Linked DNA regions of Pan troglodytes: region 1 is linked to region 2. The links are chromatin contacts, called in public Hi-C maps. All regions are on one chromosome and are shown on one strand. The core of a region is the stretch at or near the end of the contact, and the rest is flanking DNA. Distances in the headings are between cores, read along the strand shown. Region 1 holds the start of EPB41 (erythrocyte membrane protein band 4.1). Region 2 holds the start of TMEM200B (transmembrane protein 200B).

The links. Hi-C and Micro-C count contacts between places; a contact is called where the count stands out from the background.
Region 1: a Hi-C map of induced pluripotent stem cells shows a contact between it and region 2, with 3 times the contacts expected there. The contact joins the promoter of EPB41 here to the promoter of TMEM200B in region 2. A contact is called at or near these places in 4 of 7 Hi-C or Micro-C datasets (blood, induced pluripotent stem cells and stem cell-derived neural progenitor cells) and 1 of 1 datasets of contacts at active chromatin or transcription factors (stem cell-derived excitatory neurons).

What each region holds. Positions count from the first base shown.
Region 1 is chr1:202,091,442-202,098,030 of NHGRI_mPanTro3-v2.0_pri, forward strand. EPB41 (erythrocyte membrane protein band 4.1) reads right to left here and starts at 3,148. Exons shown (of 21, transcript XM_063783718.1): 1 at 2,837-3,148.
Region 2 is chr1:201,856,844-201,863,305 of NHGRI_mPanTro3-v2.0_pri, forward strand. TMEM200B (transmembrane protein 200B) reads left to right here and starts at 1,847. Exons shown (of 2, transcript XM_016957626.4): 1 at 1,847-1,930; 2 at 3,942-6,355. The coding sequence starts at 3,962. The coding sequence ends at 4,885. It overlaps EPB41 (erythrocyte membrane protein band 4.1), which reads right to left. Exons shown (of 21, transcript XM_063783718.1): 21 at 5,748-6,462.

The DNA of each region.
Region 1 (6,589 bases), core at 1,898-4,397, 240 kb after region 2:
AAATAAAATAAAATAAAATAAAAATAAAAATAAAATAAAATATCAGAATCTAAGGCCCTGGGAAAATTCTGAACTCCCCTATCCCCAGGAACTGTCATACAGGCCCATTCTGCAAACCCCTAACAAATCTCAGGACACCATAACTCTGTGGTGAGCCCTCTGTGAGTATCCTGTTCAGGTCTGTGGCTGGCAGACCTGTATATGGTGCACAGTACGTGCTCAAGAAAGGCTTAGAGAATAACCGAAGGAAGCTCGGTTTGGTTCCACACCTGGGCTCAGGATTCCTCTCCAGGAGTCCCTCCTTGCACCTCCCCTCCTCACTCCCACCACCTCAGCCTCTGTCTCACCCTGCAGCCTAGGTTCCATCAGCTGGGCCCAGCCCCAGCCAACAGAGGTCTGGACCTCCATGGGGCCTACACAGCGTCAGCATCTTCCTAGCCAGACGGATGTTCCTGCACAGCACGGCCAGCCAGTCTCCTGGCCATGGTCCATTCTGCAGAGAGGGTGCTGGCCCTGCCCTGACAGGGCTCTACCCGCACTCGTCTGGGGAGTAAGGCGGCCTGGGTGGGAGCTTCTGTTGGCACCTGGAGCCTACAGGAGGGAGGCCAGCCCTGGTCTAGGAGGTAGAGGGATGGGCCAATCAGGAGACAGCCAGTGTGGCCTCAATGAGTATCACCCATACACCCAGGCACTCCACCCATGCCCCATGTTGCTGAGACCTGGCAGGTGGTGCCTGGCTCTCCTATACATACAGCGGAAACCTCAGGGCTTCCCCACTCCATTCCCTTCTTAAAACACACTACTGGCCTGCTATCAGACCAGCTACCATTCTGGTCTGCATACACATTGCCTATTTGATGCTGCTTATGCCTGCAAGGTCCGGATTATTGACAAAGTACAAGCCTGGGACTCAGAGAGGTGAAGTGACTCATGCAGGATCACACAGCAGGAAAGTGGAAGGGTCAGGATTCAACCCAGTTCTGCTGTGTGCAGAGCCTACTGGGCACTGGATGTCCCCTTTCCTCCCTCCCTCTGCTCCCTTCAGCTTCTGGCTCCCTTTCTTCTCAAACCTCCTACCTCCTTGCGCAAAGTTTCTCCTGGCTTATAATTAATAATTCCCGGCCTGGCGCGGTGGCTCACGCCTGTAATCCCAGCACTCTGGGAGGCCGAGGTGGGTGGATCACGAGGTCAGGAGATCGAGACCATCCTGGCTAACACGGTGAAACCCCGTCTCTACTAAAAATACAAAAAATTAGCCGGGCGCGGTGGCGGGCGCCTGTAGTCCCAGCTACTCGGGAGGCTGAGGCAGGAGAATGGCGTGAATCCGGGAGGCGGAGCTTGCAGTGAGCCGAGATCGCGACACTGCACTCTAGCCTGGGCGACAGAGCGAGACTCCGTCTCAAAAGAAAAAAAAAGAAGAAATAATATTCCCACCTCACACCTGCTTTAACGCCTTATTTACAGTTATTTCCGAAGTGTCTGTCTGACACCCCGGAGAGCCTTCAAGGCAGGGAGTGTTCCCAGTAGGTGCTCCTTAGACTTGCGGGTCTGTCATTCTATCTCCACCCTCCTCCCCAACATGCAGAAGTCCCTTGAGCCTCCTCCTGCAGATCCCTTCCCCACCCAGCCTCTTGCCAAGACCATCCTCCAGGCCTGAAACTGGGTGGAGGTAGGGAGCTTGCTGAAGCTCCGGGGCGCGTGCCAGGGCTCTGGCCCCTCCCCAGCCCCTCCCGCTCTCCTTCAATAGCTGAGGACCTGACCCTGACGAGACACTAGGCAGCTCTCACAGGGACTCCCAGTTGCCCTAAGCCCAGCCCCAGCCAGGTTCTGTCCAAGCCTCCTCCTTCTGGAGGAAAGGGCTCCAGAGGCGGAGAAGGGGTCGTCCGTTCCCGGACCCAGGAGCTAAGGGTCCTAGAATCATCTTCCCCAACCCTCCTCTCTCCTCCCCACTCCTGGAGCGAGCTCGGGCTCGGGTTGGTCTGGACAGGTCCCTGCCTCCAACTAGCTGGAGAGGAGGGGTCCTGTCCCACCCTGAAGAGGTGGGGCCTGCCGGGAAGTGTAGGTGAGGGCGAGACAATTCTTGAGGAAAGACAGAGGACAGAGACAGGAAGAGACAGCAAAACAGAGACGACAGATGACAGATACAGGGAACCCAGAGATGAGAGGGAACCGGAGCCTGAACCGGACAGAGAGACCCGGGAGACCCAGACAGAGGGAAGTCCCCTAGACCAAGCCTGGCAGGGAGGGTGTGGGGCTGGCGCGGCGGCCGGGGGGGCCACCCTGGCGGGCACAGCCGGCGCCCCAGCTGGCGGGTCGGTCCCTGGGTCCGGAAACTCAAAGTCAGTTACGTAAGGGCCGGAGCGGGGCGCGGGGCTCCAGGCCCCGGAGCCCCCTCCGGCTGCGAGCCGCCAGCCCGCTCCAGCGCTGCTGCGGGCCCGGCAGGAGCATGCGGGGCCGGGCAAGGCGGGGCTAGGGGGCGGCCGGGGGCTGCGCCGACCTGCAGGGACTCTCCCGCGGACACCGAATGCAGGACCCCCGCCCCAGACAGCCAGGACCGGCCGGACCCGGACGTGTCTAGCTCCGGATCCGAGCTCCCGGACCCCCTCTCCAGACTCCCACGCCCCTCCCTGCACCCTGAACTTTAAGATGCCCAGACTCCTTTGGACCCCAAGTTCGGATTCTGGAATTCGGGACCGCTGGACCCCTCAGCCCTGGACCCTTCGACCCCGGTCTCGCCTCTCCCGGGACGGTCCGAGCCCTTGGGGGTAGGTTCTTCTGTCCCTCACCCCGTCCCTCCCGGGGACCGAGGGTCGCCCCCCAGGTGGTCCAGGCTCACCTGGGCTGGGTGCGGCGGGGACCGGGCCGACCGCGTTCTGGCTCCGCGCCGCTCTCGCCCTTTAAGAGGTTCCTGCCACTTTGCCCCGCCGGGGCCTCCACCTGCACTGACAGGGCAACTCCATCGTGAGGCCCCGCCCCGCCCGCTAGGCCCTCTGATTGGCGCAGGCAACTGCCGATCAGCGGGGCGGGGAGGGGGAGGCCCGGGCAGAGGAGTGCCAGAGTCGCAGTTGGGAAGGGGCGGGGGCTGCAGGTGTAGCCTCGTCCGGCGGGGACACTGAGCCGGGGGCTGCTTTGATAGACCCCAGAGGTCAGGGGAGGGAAGGGCAGGGAGTTCCTGGATTGACTGGTGTGACGTCATATGACAAAAGTGTGAAGCAATTTGACACGTGGTACTGCTCCTAAGGGTAATAGGTAGAGGGGTTGGTCAGAGGGGATCTAGGGAAGTGACCCTGAGGAGACTCACCTGGATCGCCTGTCCTACCACTTCGTCCGGCGTGACCCTGAACAAGTCACTTCTCTGGATCTGAATTTCGTCAACCATAAATCTTACAATGTTTTCCTGAGAATTAGCGATGTAAGTTAAATGTCAAGCATAGGTCTGGTACACAGTAGGCGTTCCGTAAAAGCGAGTTCTGGATCCTGTCGTGCCCGCCTTGCCACTCTTCTCAGTGACTTTTCCGCTCCTGATGGTCCACTCCATCAACGCTTCCATGGTCACTGGCCGAAGTCTCATCCCCTCCCTCCCATTTCAGGCCTAAGCTGGCTTACATATGCCCATGTCAGGAAGCTCACCACCCGGCAGAATGGCCTCTTTCATTTTAAAACTAACCCTGACACTTCAAAAGCTCTTCGTCACAGAATCATAGGATCATAGAATATTCCAGGCCAGAGCACCGTGGAAAACTAACCCTTTCTTTGGACAAATATGGCAAACTGAGGCTCGCTGAGGACAAAGGCCTTCCTCTGAATGTAGTGATCTTCCTACTAAATGGGGTAACTCGACTTCCTGTGTTCCAATCCCCAACGCTGCCACTTCCTAATTGAGTTACTTTGGGTGAGCTACTAACTCTCTCCAAGCCAGTTTCCTCCTCTGCAAAGTGGGGTTAATAAAAGTATTTTCCTCAAGGGTTGTGGCAAGAATTGAATGAAAGAATCCATGTCAAGTGCTAAGAACAGTGCCAGTCCCAGGGTAAGCATGCAATAAGCATTAGCATTTATTATAATTATTGATGTTATTGTTATATTGATACATAACTGAATTAAAAGTCATACATTGACTGACTCTCCCCCCCTCCAAATTCACTGAGGACTTCTCTGAATCAGGTCCTGTTTGAGGCTTCAGGGCCCTGGTTCCTGCCTTCAAGGAGCCCATAGTCTAGCAGAGGAGGGTCAGACTGAGCCCTTTGACTGGGGAGATGTTTTCTGATGGAGGGAGGTGGGCTCCAAGGGACTAGAGAAATGTTGGATCCTTCGACCAGAAATCAGGACACTTGAGACCCTTTCAGTCTCTATCCCTGTGAATCCCCTGGGGAAGCCTGGCGCGCGAGCACACACACACACACACACACACACACACACAGAGACAACCAGGCTCCCAAGCACATTGATGTACCTTTCACTTGCCTATATCACACCTGCCCACCAGACAGTATTGCCCAGGGGTTATGAGGTAGGGATTTGGAGGCAGGTGAGTCTGGGTTTTGGGCTTTGGGGCAAGGCACCCGCCCCCAACCCCGGGGTAAAATGAGATTAATAATAGTGCTAACTTTATATAGAGCTGTTGTGATGGTTAAATGAGAGTATGTGAAAATATATTTGCAAATAGTAATTAATCTAGTAGTATTTTTTAACTCCTCTCACGTGTACTCTTGCACCCAGGAGAGTGCAGGCTGTGAAATTTTTGATTTGGCCTCTGCAAACAGTGGCTCCTCCCCCAACCCCATCCCCACCCCTGACTCAATCAAAGGGCTAGGGAGAGGAAAACCCCAGCAGTCAGGTGGATGGGGTGATTCTAAAGAGCTGCTGTGGGCCCTGCCCCCTCCCTGCTGGGGCAGCCACGTGGCTCTAGCTCTGTTGGGCTGAGCTGCCTGTGGGTGACTCAGCAGTGCCAGTGCCTGCCCCAGCCTGATAAGTGTGTGTGTGTGTGTGTGTGTGTGTGTGGTGGCTAGGGAGGGCTCTGCGTTTCTGAATTTGTGCGTGGGGAGTGCATTTGGGAATATGCTTGTGATCCTGTATCTCCTGTTTCTGTGCATTTGTGTATGTGTATGTGTAGGGGGGTGTGTTTTGGTGCCTGTGAGGGTGTGCCCCTGTTTGTGAGTTTATATAGAGGGTGTGAATCTGTGTCTGTCTGTGTCCTATAAACAGGTTGTCCCCTGGGCCTCAGGCCCTGGGACCTAGAGAGCTCTGCCCCGTCCCACGGCCCCTCCACCCAGGCACCTGTGTGTGTGTTTCTCGTTGAGGTGACTTGTGCACTTGTGTGGGTGAAGGCCTTGTGTGGCTTTGTCAGTCACTGAAGCGGGAAAGCTGTCACTCCCTGGACTGCAGGCCCCCTGCCCCATGGCCTCTGCCAGTGACATCATAATCTTCGCCTCCATCCCCAGACTGCAGGGAGCACTTTGCTACCTGAGATGCCCCCGTCAGCAGTGACCTCTTGAAGAAGCCACTCACATTTAGCGATCCTGGTTCTTTTACAGGCATTTGCTCATTTTATCTTATTGAATCCTAACAGCCAAAAATGTTCTAAAGAGCTTCTGAGGCTCAGAGAGCTAAAGTGGCAACCCAAGGTCATACCACTCTTTTTTTTTTTTTTTTTTTTTTTTTTTGAGACGGAGTCCTGCTCTGTCGCCCAGGCTGGAGTGCAGTGGCATGATCTCAGTTCACTGCAACCTCTGCCTCCCAGGTTCAAGCAATTCTCTTGCCTCAGCCTCCCTAGTAGCTGGGATTACAGGCACAGACCACCATGCCCAGCTAATTTTTTTTTGTATTTTTAGTAGAGACGGGGTAATAAGTAATAGAGGGTGTGAAGGTGACAGGCAGGGGGCAGCTTTCCTCCCTTGGCTGAGCATTCAGTTCCCCGGAGCCTGTGGGGCGCTGATAAGCTTGGGGGGTGGAGGAAAGAACCTGTTTGTGTCTCCCCCCGCTCCTCTGAGAAGGCCTGGACCTCCAGGAATTCCTTATCCTGTCAGAGCCTGGGCACTCCCACCAGCTTCAGATGGGCTTGAGGTGGGTGATAAAGAAGGCAAGGAACAGACAGGGTGGGGGCGGGGAAGTGCACACGTGGGAGCCTCTGTTCCTTCAGCAGCGCTTCATTGAGCGAATTATTAAAAGTTGAGACTGACAAAGGGGCAGAGAGTCACAAGACCAGGCCACAAGAAATGGTAGAGAGGGAGAGGACTTTCAGGCCCAAGGCAGCGGGTGTGGCCGTTTCGGGTTTGAATCCTGTCTCCACCATTTACGGGGCTTATGACTTCCTCCTAGCCTGTCTCCTCATCAGTCAAAGGAGTTAATGGCTCTCACCCTGCTGCTTTTCCCAGGACCATGATACTAGAAGGGAAAGGCATTTGCAAAGTGTGGATAATGGATGTTCCTGCTGTTACTCACGGCTTCCTATGAGGAAGACCCTAAAGCAATTGTATGCCCAGAGCCCAGAGGGGAAAATGACTCCATCTGAGGGAGTAAGGAAGACTGCCTGGAGGAGGTGACCTCCCAGCTGGACATTAAGGACTAATTTACTACATGGAAATGAGAGAGG
Region 2 (6,462 bases), core at 597-3,096:
GAGACAAGAAGAGATTTCCAACTCGATTTGGGGAGTCACTGATGGTTTTAAGCAGGTAGTGGCAGGCTCAGATTCAGAGTGGAAACCCTTGCTGCCTGTCTGCAGCGCACTAGGACGGGGGGAGGCAGGAGACCATGGGCTCCAGGAGGAGCCTGGACGCCGGAGCAGGACAGTGGCCACGGGAAAGGGAGAACGTGGCTGGCCCCAGATGAAAAGAGCAGGGCCCCCAAGGCTCTGTGGGTGGGATGAGAGGGGGAGAGGAAGGGGCCAAGGCTGACCCCGTGCTTGGGTGGACAAAGGGCCCTTCACAGAGCTGGAGGCAGGGGATGATCGAGGGGCCCAGGGAGTCAGACTAGAAGCCGGGCTTATTGGAGGAAGAGCAGTGGGCCGGGAGGGGCAGGCGTGGGGTGGGATTGAGGGAGCCCAGGGGTGGGAGGGAGAGCTGGGAGGCGGAGGTGCGACGGCGGTGGGGTCAGTGTGCGGGGAGTGGACGAAGCGGAGGGTTGATGGGGGCGGGGGTCCCAAGCAAAGGAGCTGGAGGGAGGCCTCCGTGGAGCGGACCCAGACCTCAGGAGCCTCCAGTCGGACTGGGGAGGCAAGGAGGCCCTGGCTTCGATCTCGCACACGGCCTCGCAGGGATGAAGCCCGGGAGCCAAGGCTCGGCCTTCCCCACTGTGGTCCCTCTGGTCCGCCCGTGACCTCACCGACCCCCCGAGGGGGCTTTTAAGAGCTGGAAGAGGGGCTCCCGGGGGGCACTGATGCACCCCCACTCTCCTCCGCCGACCCAGAGGGCGGGAGCTCAGGTTCAAGGCCTGGCCTGGCCGTGCGGCTCCGGGACCCGGCTCCGCCCCGCGTCGGGGGGTGGCCCCGGCCCCTGGCCCGCCCCTTCCTCGGGTCCCCTCCCTGTCCGCGGCGCGCAGCCGGGTCTCATTAGCGCCCCTCCCCCCGGCTGCGCGCCGGGGGTCTCCACGGCTGGGGGGAGGGGCGGGCCTTAATCAATCCTAGGCCGGAAATTCCTCCCGGGGGGCCCGGCCTGACCGCTGAGCCTGGAAATCGGTCGCCGCCTCCCCCGAACCCGCCCCCCGCATCATGGAAACTGGGCCGACCGCCGGCCGCCCTGGCTCCCCCGCTCTGCATTCCTGCCTCTAGGGGCGGGAGGGCGCGAAGGCCGGGCCGCCCCCTTCGGGCTCGCCGGCGGGGTCGCAGCTCTCAGCACCCTCCCCGTTATTGGGAACAAGCCCGCTTCCCCACTGGCGAAGGGGCGCCTGTTCTTAGGAGTACCCGGCGGCACCTCAGCACCCAGTCCGGTCCTTTCAGCTACAAGGCCCGCCCCTCCCCGGGCGCTGCTTTCGCTGAGGGCTTTGCGGAGTCGCCCGGGGCTGGCCCTTGGCGTCTGGCTCTTGCCTCTCGGCATCTTGCGAGGCTGAAGCCTTGGTGCCCATTGCACAGATGAAGTCCGCGAGGTTCAGCGACAGCAAGGGCTGCGGGACCGGGGCAGAGCAGGGACTCGGGCCGCCTCCTCCTGGAAGCTCCCCGGGCGCCTGGGATGAGGGGCTCTGGGAAGCGGGGAAGGACGTGCGGGTGTCGGGGCTCCTAGGTCCCGGGTCTCAGTTTCCCCATGTAGGAAGGGGTCGCCTTTGTGGGCCTTTGCGACCGATGTAAGCTGGGGGTGGGAGAGTGGGGGTGGGAGAGTGGGGATGGCAGGACTCGGGCCACGGGTGCCCGGAGTCACCAGGCGCGCACACGGCGCCTACCTGCGATCCTTTGACCTGAGCTGCCGCCTTTCAGCGGCGGTGGGGCCGGGCCGGACGGTCCCGGGGGCTGGAGGCGGGGCCGGGGCGGGGCTGGGGCCGGGCCGTGGAGACCCGGGCGGCTCTGGAGCCTCCGCGCGCGGACTGGGACCCGGACCCGCGCGGCGCTGCGGCGCCAGGTGAGCCGAGCTGGGGTCCAGGGGTCCGCACTCCACTTTTCCCAACTTTTCGTTTGGTCCCTCCCTCACTCCCTCGGTCAGGGCCCCTGGGGGCGGGAGCGCGGCCCTCCCGTTCCCCCAGGCGGGAGTGTGGACGCGGGCGGTGGCGGGACCCTGGAGTCCTGGGGACTCGGCCCCAGCATCTTCCGTCGGGCTGTGCGCTGTGTCCCCAAGTTTCCGCCTCCCTGGTGTCCCCAGCGTCGGCCCACTACCTCCACGGCTCGGGGTCTCTGAGCGTGTCCCCATGTCCCCACGTCCCCACTCTGCTTGTTTTCGCCTCCCTCGCGGCAGCGACGCGCGGGGCTCCGGGTGACCTTGCTGGAGCCGGGGCTGGGAGCGCCAGTTCTGGCTTGAAGCGATGATCGCTCCTCCTGTTGCGGGCTGGGGAAAGGGCTGCAAACTCAGGGACAAGGAGGGGATGGGCCTCGCTTCCTCCTGGACACTCCCGTGGCTGTCCTGAGAGGGGTCTAGGGCTGGGGCCCCGGAGCCCGGCGTCGGACCTGGCAGAGCCCCCGCCTAGTGCGGGGTCGGGCAGTCTCCCCGGCCTCCCTGGGCCGTAGTTGCAGTCTGTGAAACCAGGCTTTGGACGCGGGAGAGTGGCGGCTCCCTGCTAGGCCCGGGCCTTGAGCGCTCCAGTCGGAGGCAGGGATGGGTGTCCTGCTTTGAGGTTTGGGGTGCGGATGGGGCGTGGGTCGGGGAGCAAGGCCGCCTCCCCGAGGTTTCGGCTGCGGGCTCCAGCGCGGTGGTTCTTTAGGAAGCGGACGCGAGCAGTGAGGACGACCCTGGACAGCTAGGCCCTGAGCCTCCTCTCCTGCGGCCTGGGGCGCCTGGGCGGGGGGCCGCGTCTTCTCCCTCGCCCTCCCTTTCGTGGGGGCCACACCGCACGCAGCTCGGCTACTCCTGCTGGGCCCGGGATCCAGGCCACAGGCCGCAGGCAGGGCGCGGCCGGCAATCGGGAGGGCTTAAGCTGTGCGGCCCGGATCCCGAGGCGCAGGGGCGGTGCTGCTCTGACCGGGCCACGGGCCACGGAGGCCTCGGGCGGAGGAGGCGGGAAAGGAGGCCAGGCGGCGGGAAAGGGGGATGATTCATCCGGAGGAGCCCGAATTGGAAACGTCGCAACCTGGGAACAGCCTTGCCCGGGCCGACGGGGGAGCCGGGAGGGCATCCGTCCGGCGGGGCCCAGCGCCCGGCACCGGCACCCCCGCCTGCTGCCGTGGCCCCAGCACGACCGCTGGGGGAGGGAGAGGCCTCTCATGCGTGGACTTGATGGAAATCTTGGGCGAAGTCGGCGCCGCCTCTCCTCCTCTGCCTGGCTGGTCTTGATCCGAGCGGTCTTCCCGGTGTCCAGCTCAAGTCGCTCCTGCTGCAGCTTCGCTGCGGGCGGAGGAGGTCTGGAAGGAGGGGGCGGGCAGGGAGAGGCTGGAGCCGGTGACGCCCCCTCCTCCCGCGCTGCGGTATGTAAAGCACAGTAGGGGGGAGGTGGGGCCCGGCGAGCGACCCCTGCGGACCTGGGAGGCCCGAGCGCCCCCGCCCCATTTGCTACGGTGCAGCCACGTGCGGGGGTGGGGTCGAGCCCGGGAGGTACTTACCCTGGAGACGCGGCAGCTGGGGGCCGCACGTTTCCCGAGGCCCAAGACCCGTGGGCTTGCGGACCGGACGCAGGCGGCAGGAGATTCGCAGCCCGGGATGCGCCAGGGAACAGCCTGCGCCCCCCTCCCTCCTCTCCGCCCGCGGGCCGGGCCAACTCCGGCTTCTGCCGCGCGTCCCTGGCTCGGAGCTCCGCTGCGGAAAACCCGAGCGCGGGCGGCTCCCCGCCTCGCCGCCCGGGAAAATCCGGGGGTGGCCGCCAGGGATCTCCAAGCGGCCTGGGCTGGGCGGCCGGAGCTTCCCTCCCGGATTTGCGCCCCGAACCTGGCGCCCTGAAGCTAGAGGCCCGTCGGTCCAGTCCTTGCCTCCCATCTTCTCTCCGCAGAGCGCCCAGACGACGGCGAGATGACGGCCGGGAGCCCCGAAGAATGCGGGGAGGTGCGGAGGAGCCCCGAGGGCCGCGTCTCTCGCTTGGGCCGCCGCCTGGGCCGCCGCCGGCGCCCGCGCTCCCCGCCCGAGCCTCTGCGGGTGCGGGCGCGGCTGCGGCTGCGCTCGCCGTCGGGAGCGTTCGCGGCGCTGGGGGCGCTCGTGGTACTGGTGGGTATGGGCATTGCAGTGGCCGGCTACTGGCCGCACCGGGCCGGGGCCCCAGGGTCCCGGGCCGCCAATGCCAGCTCGCCCCAGATGAGCGAGCTGCGACGCGAGGGTCGCGGCGGGGGCCGGGCTCACGGCCCGCACGAGCGGCTGCGGCTCCTCGGGCCGGTGATCATGGGCGTCGGCCTGTTCGTGTTCATCTGCGCCAACACGCTGCTGTATGAGAACCGAGACTTGGAGACGCGACGGCTCCGCCAGGGGGTGCTGCGGGCCCAGGCGCTCCGGCCCCCCGACGGCCCGGGCTGGGACTGCGCCCTCCTTCCCAGCCCCGGCCCTAGGAGTCCCCGAGCCGTAGGCTGCGCAGAGCCAGAAATCTGGGACCCGTCCCCGCGTCGGGGTACTTCACCCGTCCCGTCAGTGCGGAGTCTGCGTTCAGAGCCCGCTAATCCTCGCTTGGGGTTACCTGCCTTGCTCAACAGCTACCCGCTGAAGGGCCCCGGGCTGCCCCCACCCTGGGGTCCACGGACGCAGACTGGCCATGTGATCATCACCGTGCAGCCGTCTGGCTCCTGCATTGAACATTCCAAGTCTCTGGATCTGGGCCTTGGGGAGCTCCTCCTTGGGGCCCCAGCAGCTCGGGACTGTGCTCACCGAAGCTGGCCACGGCTGGACCGCCTCAGTCTTGGGGGCTATGCCAAATTGGGAGGAGGAGGGGACTTGGGGGCCCGGGTCTGAAAGAGGGGAGACAGCCTGCTCTGAGGCTGCAGCATGGACCATGCTAATAGGACCAGAGGACCAGGAGTCCCAACGTCTAATAGATGTTTCAGTCACATCCCAGGCTGGGGATGGATGCTCTGACCACAGCAGCTGTGAAGGGCATCCTGACCTGCATGCGGGCAGAGAAATGCCAGCTGCACCAGGGCTCAGTGAGCTGGAGAGGGTGCGTTTCACTGTGGAGTGTGGAGGACTCGCCTCAGAAATTTCTTCAGCCTCTGTAAGTGGCCTTAGCCTTAACGGGGCTGGAGGTCCAGGCCAGGGTGACTGGGAGATGTACCCAGTGTCTTGGCAAACCCAAGAAAGTGGTGGGCAAGGGCCCCTAAGACTGGGAGGTAGGTTGGGATGTTACAGGCTGGGGCAGGCTCCCTCCAAGGCGGCACTGGTGATGGAGTGTGGGGCCTCTGGGAAGATGGACCATGGGATGAGACTCTCCACTGCCATCTGGGACGGGGACTGAGCCTTGAACTCCTACCACCTCAATCCCTTTCTTCCCTCAGCCATCTGGGGTATATCCCTCTAGAGCTACACTACTGCCAATGCCTTCATACTGAGTTCTGGGCCCCTCTGCAAATAAGTCTGAGAAGCCCCTTCTCTCCTTCCTTTATCGTGGCCTATGCTGCAGAATCTCACTGCAGCTGGCAAAAGGCATTGGCCAGCTCTCAGAAATCCCTTTACTCAACGTTGAAGCTGCATTTTGGTCAATGTGGGTAACTTACTTTAGAAAATGACTTGAGTTTAGGTCTCCCCCACCCATATTTAATTTTTCCCAAGTTGTTGGTAGAAGAGAAATTTAAAAGTGGATCAATCCTCACAGAGAGAGTTCTTTTTGTTGTTGTTTATTGAAAAAAATGCAATACAAGAAGCAAGACCAGATATCTAAACACTACAACCACTTCTACTACGAAAGGCCAAAACAGCAGACTTGATTATTGCCTGTGTAGTCTAAAGATTCTGCCAATCTGATTCTGCTGCCCGAGTTCCTATTTTTTCAAGAAATGTAAACAACTACTTGATATGATTCATAATTTTAAAAAAATTTACAAAGCTCCTTCATTTTTGTCACCAAAATAATACATTTGAGAGAGATTTGTAGAAACAACCAGCCTGGGGCTGAGATCCTGGGCAGAAATTTCCCGTGAGCATCAAAAGGCGTCAGTTAGGCCGCAGCTCTGGCTCCAGTTCCCGAGGTTTGTCTCCTCACCCCCAGCTGCCAAGCATCGCCCCAACACACACTGATGGGCCCGGCGGTGGGGGGGGGGTGGGGACGGGGATGGGTCACGGGGCCCTGACGGGTCCCGCAGTTAGGCTCCCTGAGCCCTCGGCTTATAAATACAGGTCTTGCTTTGTGGGTGGGTGCCAGAGTCCTCATGTGGCTTGGAGGAAATCTTTATTTCTCAAATTAAAATAAAATTGCAGCGAGAGTTGTTACTGTGGTGTGTCTGAGTCACTCTAGGAAAACTGTTGCCAAGTTTCTGACCCTGGAAATGTAATTCTCTTCCCCCTCCTCACCATTTCTACCTGGACAGAGTCTGTTT